Regions from separate parts of the Ovis aries genome. Here region 1 is linked to region 2. A link is a contact called in public Hi-C data. All regions are on one chromosome and are shown on one strand. The core of a region is the stretch at or near the end of the contact, and the rest is flanking DNA. Distances in the headings are between cores, read along the strand shown.

What was found. A called contact is a pair of places that touch in the nucleus more often than the background predicts.
Region 1: a Hi-C map of liver shows a contact between it and region 2, with 5 times the contacts expected there. The contact joins the promoter of CCT8 here to the promoter of BACH1 in region 2. A contact is called at or near these places in 3 of 16 Hi-C or Micro-C datasets (blood, liver and skin fibroblasts).

Annotation. Positions count from the first base shown.
Region 1 is chr1:127,696,007-127,702,426 of ARS-UI_Ramb_v3.0, forward strand. It overlaps CCT8 (chaperonin containing TCP1 subunit 8), which reads left to right and starts at 4,232. Exons shown (of 15, transcript XM_004002787.5): 1 at 4,232-4,350; 2 at 6,277-6,367. The coding sequence starts at 4,291. It overlaps LOC105610396 (a long non-coding RNA gene), which reads right to left and starts at 4,029. Exons shown (of 2, transcript XR_001433837.3): 1 at 3,846-4,029.
Region 2 is chr1:127,430,746-127,436,758 of ARS-UI_Ramb_v3.0, forward strand. BACH1 (BTB domain and CNC homolog 1) reads right to left here and starts at 1,983. Exons shown (of 6, transcript XM_060403830.1): 1 at 1,910-1,983.

The DNA.
Region 1 (6,420 bases), core at 2,982-5,481, 270 kb after region 2:
TGACTGGACTACTGATGAAACTCTGAATGTCAGGCGCATGCAGAGCTCATTTTCACAGAAAACAGCTGCAAAGCTTTCTTTATACTAAAGTCACAGGTGATCCTAGTCCACTGGTCACCAGGGAGTCTTGTTTCAGCCTAGGCAGCCACAGAAGCTTGTAGTATCCTTGATGAGAATTCAGTCAAACCTGGGGTGGGGGCAGAGTTGTTAGATAGCAATATATTGAATGAACCAGACCCTTTTTCTTGGGATGTTTAAGGAGGAAGCACACAGAGACCCATCTGAAGGGGGTGGAAAAACTAAAAGAAATAGAGAAAAGGATGCCAGCCAAAGCTAAGATGTAGAAAGAAGAAAAATCAGCTGAAAGAGGTAAAGAGAATCAAATGCCAGCTTGATGGAATGCATAGAAACAGAGATAAACTAAGATATGAAATTGGTAACTCAGAGATACCCTATCTGTATATATGAAAAGTCATCTGGCTCTAAGATATTTGTGTGATTTCTTACATTTTTGTGATTCTTAATAATCAACCCCCGCAAATGATCTCAGCATTTTGTTTCCTTGCAACCTCAGAGAGCCTAACTCATAGACCACTACTCTCAGAATGGAGGAAAGTGACTTCTCCAGGTTTACCCCACGTGAAAAAGCAGCCTCTAGATGCAAATCAAGTTGGTGACAAATTTACCATTCAGCGTGCCCCCATAAAAGTGGCTCCTGGTGACTTGAGGCTTAAGGAATGTCTTCATTTGTTCTTTAACAGACCAGATGTTTAAACAGTTCTTCCTACTATAGGATCCACAGAATAAATGCCTCAAATGACAGAAAGGTGGTCCAACACCTAAGCTGACGGGGTGATCCGATAAGGACAATACATTCATCAAGGCAAATCTCATCTGATTTATCAGCTAAAGTAATCAGGACAAAAATGTTCCTATGAGCATAGAGAATGCTAGGGACTGAACTGTGTCTCCCTGGTCTTTGCAAGCTCCTGAGCAAACCCTCTTGATTGCTTTGTGTTGTTTTCTGGTTTCACAGCATATAAAGAGATGACTAGAAACCTCATCTCCCAATTCTTTGGTCTTCTCTTCATAGAATGGAGCAGGACGTGATGGGCCTTCCCTGTTCCACCCCGTGTCCTCAGCCTGCTTTTTGTTTGTGGAAAACTTTAGTCAAGGCATAAGTTTAATCAGAGAAATGAGAACATGTGAAAACAGGAAAACAGTCAAAGGAGAACAAATAATAATAATAATGCACTCATTAAGCATAGTCAAGGACCTTTAGTTCTTTCTCTAGCGCTATAGAGAACATTCTGAGCCATATCGTGTGAACTGTCTATTATAGATTCTGAAACCCCTACCAGGTGGAGAAGTTAATTACCTGATGACCAGACTGTAGCCATGACATGGGCTGCCACAATTCCGAGAACACAGTGGAAACAAATCTGCCCTAGAACTGAATATTAATTGTACCTAAAACAACCAAGATGACCCTGGTCAGACCACTGCTGACCAACTTGAAGATGACTGTCAGAGCTGACTGTGATGTTTCTGCACGTAGCCCTCTTCTGTCTATAAAAGCTCTCGCCCCACTGGCTGCCAGCGGGGTGAGTTGGCCTTGGGATAGAGGTCCACCCTCCTGCCCAGCTGTCAGCACCTGAAATAAAGCAAACTTTCCTTTCCACCGACCTGGCCTGTTTATTGGCTTTTGAGCAGTGAGCAGCCAGGCCCCACACCTTTCAGTAACACTCAGACACCCATTTAGCCATCCGTTAAGTCTGCTTCATGCAACGTCCAGTGATATATGCTGGCAATACAGTGCCTATCTACCAGTTGGGAAAGACTGCAACAAATTTTGTCATAACCAGGATAAGTGCTGTGAAGGAGAAGCACAGAAGCTGTGAGAATGACTCACAGGGAATGTCTTGGGAGTCATCAAAGGCTTTCTAACGTAAGTGTTTGTTTACTGAAGTAGAACTAACTCAGCCAAAGGGGAGCAGATGAGCATTCTAGGTAGAGGAGAGCAGAGGCTGAGACCTTGAAGCAGTGGAGGTAAAGCAGACAGGATGAACTATTCAGGCTTCTGTGGCCAGAAGACGGAGAGGAAGGCCAACAGGGCAAAGATACAGGTGCCGCAAGCAGGGACCAGGACCCAGGCCCCGAGCCATATTGAGTGTGTTTACTTTTTAGTCTGGGTGAGGAATATTTGGCTATTTGGATCCAGTGGAAATTTTGCCCTTGAGCTTTTAATTCCACAATTATGAATACATCATCTACTCCAAGTAATACAAAATGAATTTTTATCTAAAAAGCATTCTTCTTAGCAATTAAATCAATTTAATTCTTGATCAATTACCATACAGAAGATTTTAACTGATTTAATCATTCCCATTTCCTTTTTAATTTACTAAAATTAATATCAATTCTCAAACTGTTATTATTATGGTTACTTTTATTATTATTTTTGGCAGTTTTGCTAAGGAATGTAGGTTCTTAGTTCCCTAACAGGAATCAAACCCACAGCCCCTGCAGTCAAAGTGGAGTCTTAATCACTGGACTGACAGGGAAGTCCCCAGATCAATTTTTTATTAAAACTTTCCATGGAAATTTGATTCATCAATAGTTTTATCCTCAAATTATCTACCATGGTCTCTACCAAGACTTGATACCTTAATTATTATTAAAATTTTATCATGTCATCTTTAATCTCTTTCAGTTTTGTTGTTGTTGCCGGTTATGTTTATAAGCAATGCTCTCTTTGAGTTAGATGATTTCTTGGCTTGGAGAAGGAAATGGCAACCCACTCCAGTACTCTTGCCTGGAGAATCCCATGAAGGGAGGAGCCTGCTAGGCTACAGTCCATGGGATCGCAGAGTCAGACATGACTGAGTGATTTCACTTTCACTTATTTCTTGACTAAAGCATAAGGAAATCTCCTGTTGTCCTTGGACCACCCTTTGAGGATCGCTGAATGTTTCCCAAAAGGTGGTTCACATACCAGTTGGTTAGAGATGCCTCGCAAAAATATTTTTTCATAATTATGCACTTAAGTGCTAATTAGAAAAAGTTATAGTACATGTAACACATTTGATTATTCCTTAAGACACACTAAATCTGTCCCGATTTAAGGAAAATAAATCATTTGCAAGTGTCTGACCAAGGAACAAAAGACAAGCCAAACGTTCTATTCAGTTGTCTATATTTTCTACTAGGAGAGTGGATTACTTTCACTGTGTGAAATTATTCTTTGAAGTATTCTGCCATTATTCAGTCTTTTGAAATCAGTCATGTGCTGATGTGGGATGACACAGAGGTCAGGTTTTAAAGGACTGTGGGAAAGTAAAAGGGGTTTATATTTCCAAGAAAAAGCAGGAAAGGGATTTTCCAGGTGTTCCAGTGGTTAAGACATCATGCTTCCACTGCAGGGGGGCGGGGTTCCACTCCTGGCGGGGGAAATAAGATCTCACATGCTTGTGGGGCGGCCAAAAAACAGAAGAAAAAAGAAAAGGAGGAAAGAGGAATACAGTTGCCTAACAACGTGCATTTTGCAATCTAATCTGGGTAGAAATCCTAGTTTTAACACTACTAGCGCTGTGATCTTGTACAAACTAAATTGTAAATTGCAAAGTAATTAATAAAAGATTGACCACTAGCTAAGATACCGCACATAAAGCAAATAACGGGGCCTGGCACATATGAGCACTCAGTACGTAGTTTTCCTTTCAGATTTTCATTTATCACCTTCAAGTCCCCAGAGCTGCTACAGGGCCCAAGTCTGAGCGCAAGTTCAACCACAGATTTGGAGGATGAAGGCAGATCCTCGGCCTCGGGAAAAAAGGGGTGCCCACCTGGCTGATATCGTGGGAAGCTCTGGAAGATTTACACGGAAGCTACTCTTGGAAGGAGTTGCAAAACTCAAGGACAAAACTGACAACATTCAAAAGTCCCCAGCACAGAGCCTATGAGTCTAAGCGAAGGGAACGACCTCCGGGAGCGAGCCACATCCGCCAGGCAGCCTACGCGTGCGTCGGCAGGAAGACAGAAGGCCCAGCCCGATCGAGCCACCCCATCGATCGACCAGCTCGAGAATCGTCAACTCAGTTCTGGCGGCGCTAACTGCTCCTTCTCGCGAGGCTTCACAGACTAGGCCGCCGGGGGAAAGGGCGGGACCGGCTGAAGAGAAAGGAGGGGCGTGAGCCGGCCGCACGCTACGTTCCCAGGAAGCTGTGCGCGCCTCTCGTTTCTTCCAGGATCTCCTGAGAGGGCGCGTGAACGGCACCCTGCAGACTGGTCATGGCCCTCCACGTCCCCAAGGCCCCGGGCTTTGCCCAGATGCTCAAGGAGGGAGCGAAGGTAAGAAAAGGAGGAAGAGGGAGTGAGGTGGGAGAGCCGCGGCGGCCGCAGTCAAGAAGAAAAGCCTACCAACGGGCCCGGCGTGCCCACCCGACATAGCGGTCGGAGGGAAAGAAGATTCCAGAAACGGAGGTGTTCTCTGGAGAGCTTGGCCGCGGAGGGCCCCGGGCATTTCGAGTTTTTTTTTTTAAATGAACCCGGGAGAGGGGGGCAAGCGGCCAGAAACGGCGAGTGGACGACGAGGCCGCAGGCGGCGCGTTTTTTGCTTTGTAGCCTTACAGGGTGTGAAGGCCGCTCTTTGCATTTTTCCTCCGTCAGTAAAACGGGAGTGAGGAGGCTCTCCTTTGAGGGGCGCGAAGTAGGTGAAATAACGTAGGTGAGGTTGCTTTGAGTACTGCGAAACGGTTCCAGGAGCGGGTGGTCCAGGGAGGAGAGGGACGAGGCAACTCTTGCAAATGAGAAACGGCGAGCTCCCCATTTAGTTAGCAGAAATAGTGCATTATAGGATAAATCTTAGTTACAATCCCAATGGGCTCTGTTCTGAACTTAGCCAGCTTGAGGTAAAACTTAATCCTCTGGGTCTTACTTTCCTCATCTTTCAGTTGGGGAGATTGGACGGAAATAGTTGTAACCAACAGAGTAAGTGACACCCTGAGCTAAGTAAAGCTTTTGTTTTATGGCGAGATCTTGAAAGTAATTTCAACAGCATGGTTTTTTGTTTGTTTTTTTAATGTCTTAGACACACTGCTGTAAGTGTGTCTCTTAGGTTCAAATAGTTGCGTTCCCTTATTGTCACCCAGACTTGCTGTGCTTAAACGAATGTAGATACTGTGGTTCCATTTGTGGTAACAGTTTGAGGGAACTAGGTTTCTTGTTGGCGAGGATGCACTTTGGGGATAACGTGACTCTAGTAGGTAAGGAGGTTTACTGTAAGTATTGGTGAAAGAGCTTTGCTGAAAATGACATGAACTAATTTTTTTTTAAAAGGGAAGTGGCCGTATTTTTTTTATTCTGAGGCAGAAATAAGTGACCAAATAAGCAGAAGGATAATTTCAAATAATGATAAAGGAAATTGAAAGTGCGCCTCTAAAAAAAAATTATAAAGGAAAGTTTGGGGTAGAACAGTAAATAAAATGTTAAGGAAAGAACTCAGCTCTGTGCTTAGTGGCCAAGATTAAAGGCAGAAATGTTTCAGGCTAAGGGACCAAACTCACTGAGGATGAAGTGAGTTTGACTTGTTAAAACAGTAAGAAAAAAGATGTTCACATGAACAGTAGGCTCTTGAAATTTATCTGAGACTCACAAGTAAATCCCATGTCTAAAAGAAGTTCATTGTAAAACTTGAAAATTTGAGTACTGTGAGCAGTTCAGTTTTCAGTGTATACACGTTGGAATTAATGTGTACAAACGAACAGTTTGTTTCAGTTCAAATGAGAATTCAAAATCTGTATGCTTTAGTTCTAAAAATGTATAAGGCAAATATGTTAATTCCCTTTGAACATAGACCTGTTGACTCTACAGTGCTCAGGTTTTATCACATTCATACCACATTTCGGCTTTTAGAAAGAATTGGTAGACTCTGGAAAGGTATTTTTATAATCTGCAATGGTTCATATGCTTTCTCTAATCAGGCTTAGCACTCTTCTCTGCACTTTTCACTAAACTAAAAAAAATTAAGCTTTATGTTTTGATGTGTAAGTAGGTACTCATGGTCCCTAAAAATGTCATGCCTTATTCATTCAACTTGTGGACAAATCTGTGAATTAGGATGGTATCTGGTATCATAGGAACACCAAACACCATGCTTTACATACATAAATCTCATTTGATAATGTCAACAGTCTTTTGAGACAGGTACTATTATTTTACAGATGAAGAAATTATTGAGATTCATTGTCCTGCCTAATCAGAAATTTTCTTCTACAGCATTTTTCAGGATTAGAAGAGGCTGTGTACAGGAACATACAGGCTTGCAAAGAGCTGGCCCAAACAACTCGTACAGCATATGGACCAAATGGTAATTTCTAAATTCATGTTTAAAAAAAAATACAGTACTATAATATAATTTTG
Region 2 (6,013 bases), core at 733-3,232:
AGTAGGTCACGAGGCAGCTCTGTGTTTAAACACCACCTCAGCATTACTTGGCCTCTTCCTAAGAGTGCTGGCACCTCACCCACTGATTACCTGCATCCACACACACACAACCCCAGCTTCGGGCCTCTGAGGCAACCCTTCTGGAGTGCTCCTTGGCCTTTTATAGTGGAGGCATGTGATGAGCGTACCGGCACCAGCTGTTCCTAATTACCTCTCAGGCTGGGGCGAATGACTCAGCAGCCCAACTTTCTTTTTAAGGAGTCATCTACCTTGCGAGCCAACCAACAAACTGAACAATAGTAAAGCACTTGACACGGCTATAGGTTAAACAAGAAGAATCACACACGATGCCAGGCTATCACTTAAACCAAGGCCGTCCTACTGCAAGCTGACTCACCAGGTGTCTCCCCCACCCCGCCCCGCCCCGCCCCCAGGCTTCCCCAGTGGTTCAGATGGTAAAGAATCTGCCTGTAAAGTGGGAGACCAAGGTTCGATCCCTGGGTGGGGAAGATTCCCCTGGAGAAGGGAATGGCAACCCACTCCAGTATTCTTGCCTGGAGAATTCCACGGACAGAGGAGTCTGGCGGGCTACAGACCACGGGGTACAAGAGAGTTAGACACGACTGAACGACTAACATCTTTCTTTACTCCAAAGGCTGAAGTAGGAAGCCTTTTCCAGTCCAGCCAGCCCTTGCACCACTACCCAAGACCAGGAAGAAGCCAGCCGGCCTCTTCCCACTTCTCTGCTTGACCATGTGAAGCGCTCAATCGCGCTCCGTCACTCGCACGCCCGGCTGTTTCCACCCCTTTACTATTCGGAACTGCCGCCGGACAGGCAAACCCCTCCGGGCTATAAGGACTGTCAAAACACAGCAACCCAAGATCTAGCCCTCCACACCCGATACTGACAGAATTCTCCCCCAAAAGACAAGGTGTCCCTACAAAACAGCCTTTGTTCCGCCGAGCCTGATCTCGCAGCTTGTTTCCCCCTGCTCTCCCACACGCAGTTTCTTCCACAATGACTACTACGCTGTACCTCGGAATCAGCCCGAACCCAACGCTCACTTTGCACAAAAGCCTTTCTGCATGATTCTACTCAATGACACAAAACTGCCGCGCAAGGACGCGCGAGCGACGGCACTCGCCTGAAACACGCACAAAGCTGGCGTCTCTACGAGCAACACCCACTCTCACCCGACTGTGGGAGCCTTTGATTACAGCCTGCTGGGCAAAACTCCCAACAAAGAGGGTGGGTGGTGGGTGGGGAGAGGGTCTTGGGATCCCCCAGGGGCTACCCCCTAAACCAGTCTTGGCTAAACCCAGCCAGCCCCGCAAGGTGGTGGTTGTGCTCCAGCCACCGACTCGGCCTTTCTGAGTCCGCGATCACACGCGCCACCTACACTCCCCGGCTACCCCCGACCAGGCTGGGAAGAAGGGAGGCCGACAGCTCGCGGGCCGCGGCCGCCGAGGGTGGGCGGAGAACAATACGGAGCCGGGGCGGGCGCTGCTGAGGTGTCACAGCCGGGTGCACCGCGCGCGGCATCGGGGCGGGGGTGGGGTGCGCCCGGGAAGCGGCGGAGGGCCCCCCCCGGCCCCGCGGCGCCGGGTAAAGTACAGAGCCGGCCCGTAAACAGCGGCGCTGGCGGCGGCGCGCCGGGCCGCTCGCCCCTTCCGGCGGACGCGGCCCCTTCCAGGAAACCGAGCCCGAGCTGCCCCGCGCGGGCCCCGCTCAGAGGCCCCCCGCGCCCGCCGCCCAGACCCAGAGAGCCGCCGCCCCGCGTCCTCCCCTCCGCCGCCTCCTCCGGACCCGCTCGAAGATCGCCCCTCACCGGCCGACGGCCCCGACCGCCCGCCACCGCCGCGCCGAACCCTCCGGGCGAAGGGCGCTCAGGACGGGCGAGCCACTCACCACAGCCGAGGCGCGGCGCGGCCCGACTGACGGCGGCCAGCAAGCCCGACCGGCCGCGCGGGCAGCGATCAGGTGACTCACTCCCTCCCCGCGGCCGGCCGCCCCCTCCGCGCCCCACCCCTCCCTTCTCTCCGAAGCCGCTGCCGCCACCGCCCCGCCCCCTCCCGGGGCCGAAGCCCCGCCCACCCGCTTCAGGAGGTCCCGCCCCGTAGGCCAACCTCGCGAAGCCCCGCCCCTCCCGCTCCAGCGCGCCTAAACCCCGCCCTCCCGAAAAGCCCGCCCCACACGCTGGCCGGGAATCGGGCTTTGCGGGTCCTTGCAGCTTGCTCCCTGAAGCCCGAAGCCCACCGGACGGGCATGCAGGGAGGGACCATACGCGGATACCGGGCATGGCAGGATAGTGCAGGCGATGGTGTCTTTGAAACCTCCGCGGGCGTCGCCCCTTTGCAGGCATAGCCCGCTGTCTGAAAAAAAAAAACAAAACAACACCTGAGGACCATCATCTCCTCCTTCCCTGCTTCAAGAGGAAAGGAAAAGCCTGATGGCCTGCTCTCTCGAAGTGTTGCCTGGACACCCGGAGTCGAGTGCCAGCGGACACCAGGAGGAGAAGACTAGCGCCGGCCCACGTCCCTCTCCCCAGACCAGACCCCATCAGAGGTAGCTGCTGGCAGCACGCTCCTCTGCCTTCTCCTGAGTGTGGCGGGGCGCCCAGGTTCGCAGGTATTTGAGCTTGCTGATAAAGATGCATCAAGTGCACCCAAGATTTTGTAGAAAGCATCTGGCAGCCCTGGTGTCTGACAGAGAAAACAACAGCGTCGGCTCGCAGGTGTCCCCTTTATGCCGTGGCTGCCAGGAAATTTGGAACCGGGTTCAGTGTTCTGGTGGTGTCAGCCAGCTCATCTCGGCCCCAGGTCAGACATTCATCTCTTCTGCTGTTTATTCTGGTGTTTATCCAGCTGTCGGCGTTAAAATTAAGTCCCCAGTCTACTTAAGTAGACATCTCTGCAATTCAAAGCACTGACTGTGGGCAGAGACGCCCACCTGACAAAAAGCCTACACTTCCGAATCTAACCGGAGACCCGAGTGTCCCTTTCACTGTGCTGATCTATTGGAGGCCGGATCTTGGGATTTTGCGATCGGCTTTTGATTCAGGTTGAAACACAAGACACTGATGGTTGGACAGCATCAGCACCAGGAGGTGAAGGCTCATTCTGGGGTAGGAAGGAAGACAACTCTGCACCTCCCAGTGCAAGAAAGGCTACCTAGTTAACAAAAGTCAGATATTGTCACTAATGTGACTACATTTGTACTCACAGACTGAGACTACAGGACATTTGAGTTATATCCAAAATACACGAGAAAATGACGAGTGAAATTGTGCAGGGTCCAATCGGCGAAGTGATTGACTGTAACCTAGAATTTGGACAGGAGGTGACATTTGTATTGAAGAATAGGACCCTATAAGCCAAGGAGGGAAGACTGTATGCAACAATCTAAAGGGAGAAGGCAGATGGCATTTCAGGCTGCCTGAGTTCGTGCCTGCATGTGTGCTAAGTCACCCTATGGACTGAAGCCCGCTAGCTCCTCCATCCATGGGATTCTCCAGGCAGGAATACTGGAGTGGGTTGCCATCCTCTTCTCCAGGGGATCTTCCTAATCCAAGGACCAAACCCGCATCTTTTATATCTCCTGCATTGGCAGGTGGGTTCTCTACTGCTAGCGCCATCTGGGAAAGCCTTGTGTTTATTTAATATTAAAATGGTAAGTAAAGTGAAAGGAATGTAATCTCTGACTTGGGATGTTCACAACTTCTAAGATTTAAAACAGGCAAAAATAATTTAAAAATAGGCTATTACTATAAGGATATATTGTACAATACAGCCATACTTATTTTATGATGACAATAAATGAGGTATAACTTTAAAAATTCTGAGTCACTATATTGTACACCTGTAACATATAACATATAATATTGTTATCATATTATAACAATAATATATAAGTATAACATCAGCTATACTTCAGTTTTTTAAAAGGCAGTAATAAAGAAGACAATACTGGAGCAGAAGAGCTTAGTGTGACAGGGGCCAAATTGGTGAAAGAGGTGCTACTGGAATACCAGATTTAATGACAATCTAAGTGGTTCAGTGTAGGGTCTGAGTAGGGAAAAATTCCTGTGGCTCCAAAAACCAGTTGGGGATTAAAAATAGCAAAACTCTGTTGTCACTCTCTGTATCAAGAGGGGAATTTGTTTTCCAACCATCTGATGCTATAACTGCATAGCCAGGAGAACACTGCAGAAATGATGCTCTGTTAATTCTGGGTTTAGTCTTTAGATTGGCATCTCCCACTTCCTCTTTCTTGGGACCCTCCCTCTCGGACAAGTCACCATGCTGTGACAAGCTCCGCATGGGACATGTGTACCCTCTCTAGTCAGCTGCCCCCAGCAGAGCAAGCAGCCAATTTATTGTTTCTCAGTCTCTGTCGAGTCCGACTCTTTGTGACCCCATGGACTGCAGCACACCAGGCTTCCCTGTCCTTCACCATCTCCTGGAGTCTTCTGAAACTCATCACCCATGAGTCAGTGATGTTATGTAACATCTCATCCTGTGTGGCCCCCTTCTCCTGCCCTCAGTCTTTCCCAGGCAGGCTGCTGTCCATGTCTCTAAACCAGCCAATATTTGGTATCAAATGTGTCATGAGTGAGTCACCTTTAATGTTCTGTTCTAGTCAAGTTTAAACATGACTCCAACCCCAGCCAAAAACAAAACCAAAAAACTCTTAATAGGGTCCAATGAATTCATAAAAACATAAGATAATGAAATGATTGCTGTTTTAAGCCACTAAGTCTTAGAGTGGTTTGGTTAAGGAAAATGTCTGGTAATGGAGTAGAGCATGAAAATGTAGTTAAATTTGTAAGAAAACTCATAAAGTCAGTGTCAAGGCTGAGAGGAAAGTTCAAATAAATAAAACAGGAAATATGTAGAAGAGACTCATTTTAAACCTGTGTCAAGCTCCTTGATCTGAGATGACCCTTGAGATTCTCCTCAATTACAAATTAATTGTGCCCCAAAATTCCTTCAGTCTGCTGTGTTGATAGAATTAAGTAGAGAAATTCTTATTCTCTCAGAAGTTAATGCTAAAAATTGTTCTTCACATATATATATACATATACATATGCTGTTGTTCAGTCACTAAGACGTGTCCAGCTCTTGACACTCAGGATGCCCTCTGCCTCTGTAAAGTGAAGAAAGTGAAAGTGGCTGAGTTGTGTCCGCCCTTTGCAACCCCATGGACTGTAGCCCACCAGGTTCCTCCAGAATACTGGAGTGGGTTGCCGTTTCCTACTCCAGGATATCTTCCTGACCCAGTTATCAAACCCTTGTTGCCTGCATTGGCAGGCAGATTCTTTACCAGAGCTACCAGGGAAGCCCAGCCTTTAGCTGGAGCTACTACCAAAGCAACATGATTCTAGGGCTGATGCTAACCCTCCACCTTGGCTAGCCTCAGGGTGCTGCTGCTGCTGCTGCTGCTGCTAAGTCGCTTCAGTCGTGTCCGACTCTGTGCGACCCCATAGACGACAGCCCACCAGGCTTCCCCATCCCTGGGATTCTCCAGGCAAGAACACTGGAGTGGGTTGCCATTTCCTTCTCCAATGCATGCAAGTGAAAAGTGAAAGGGAAGTCGTTCAGTTGTGTCTGACTCTTAGCTGCCCCATGGAGTGCAGCCCACCAGGCTCCTCCGCCCATGGGATATTCCAGGCAAGAGGATTGGAGTGGGGTGCCATCGCCTTCTCTGAGCCTCAGGGTGCACTGCTGTCCATTTCCTATCTGTTTCCTCCCAGTCCCCAGATTTATTCACCAGGTTGAGTCTTGGGGATAACCAGAGTGAATATATTAAACACATACAAGGAAAGAACGTAACTGTCAAAAAGAGGAACTCATCAAAATCTGAAGCCAAGAAGAGGGGAGCCAGAAATGCAAACGCAGGCAACACATGCTGGCACTGGGGTGTGAGGGAGAGGGCGCGTCAGCCAAGGGCGCGGTGACAGGTATCTCCTGATTTTCAAAAGTCCGCTTTATACCACTTTGATTTTTACAGAAC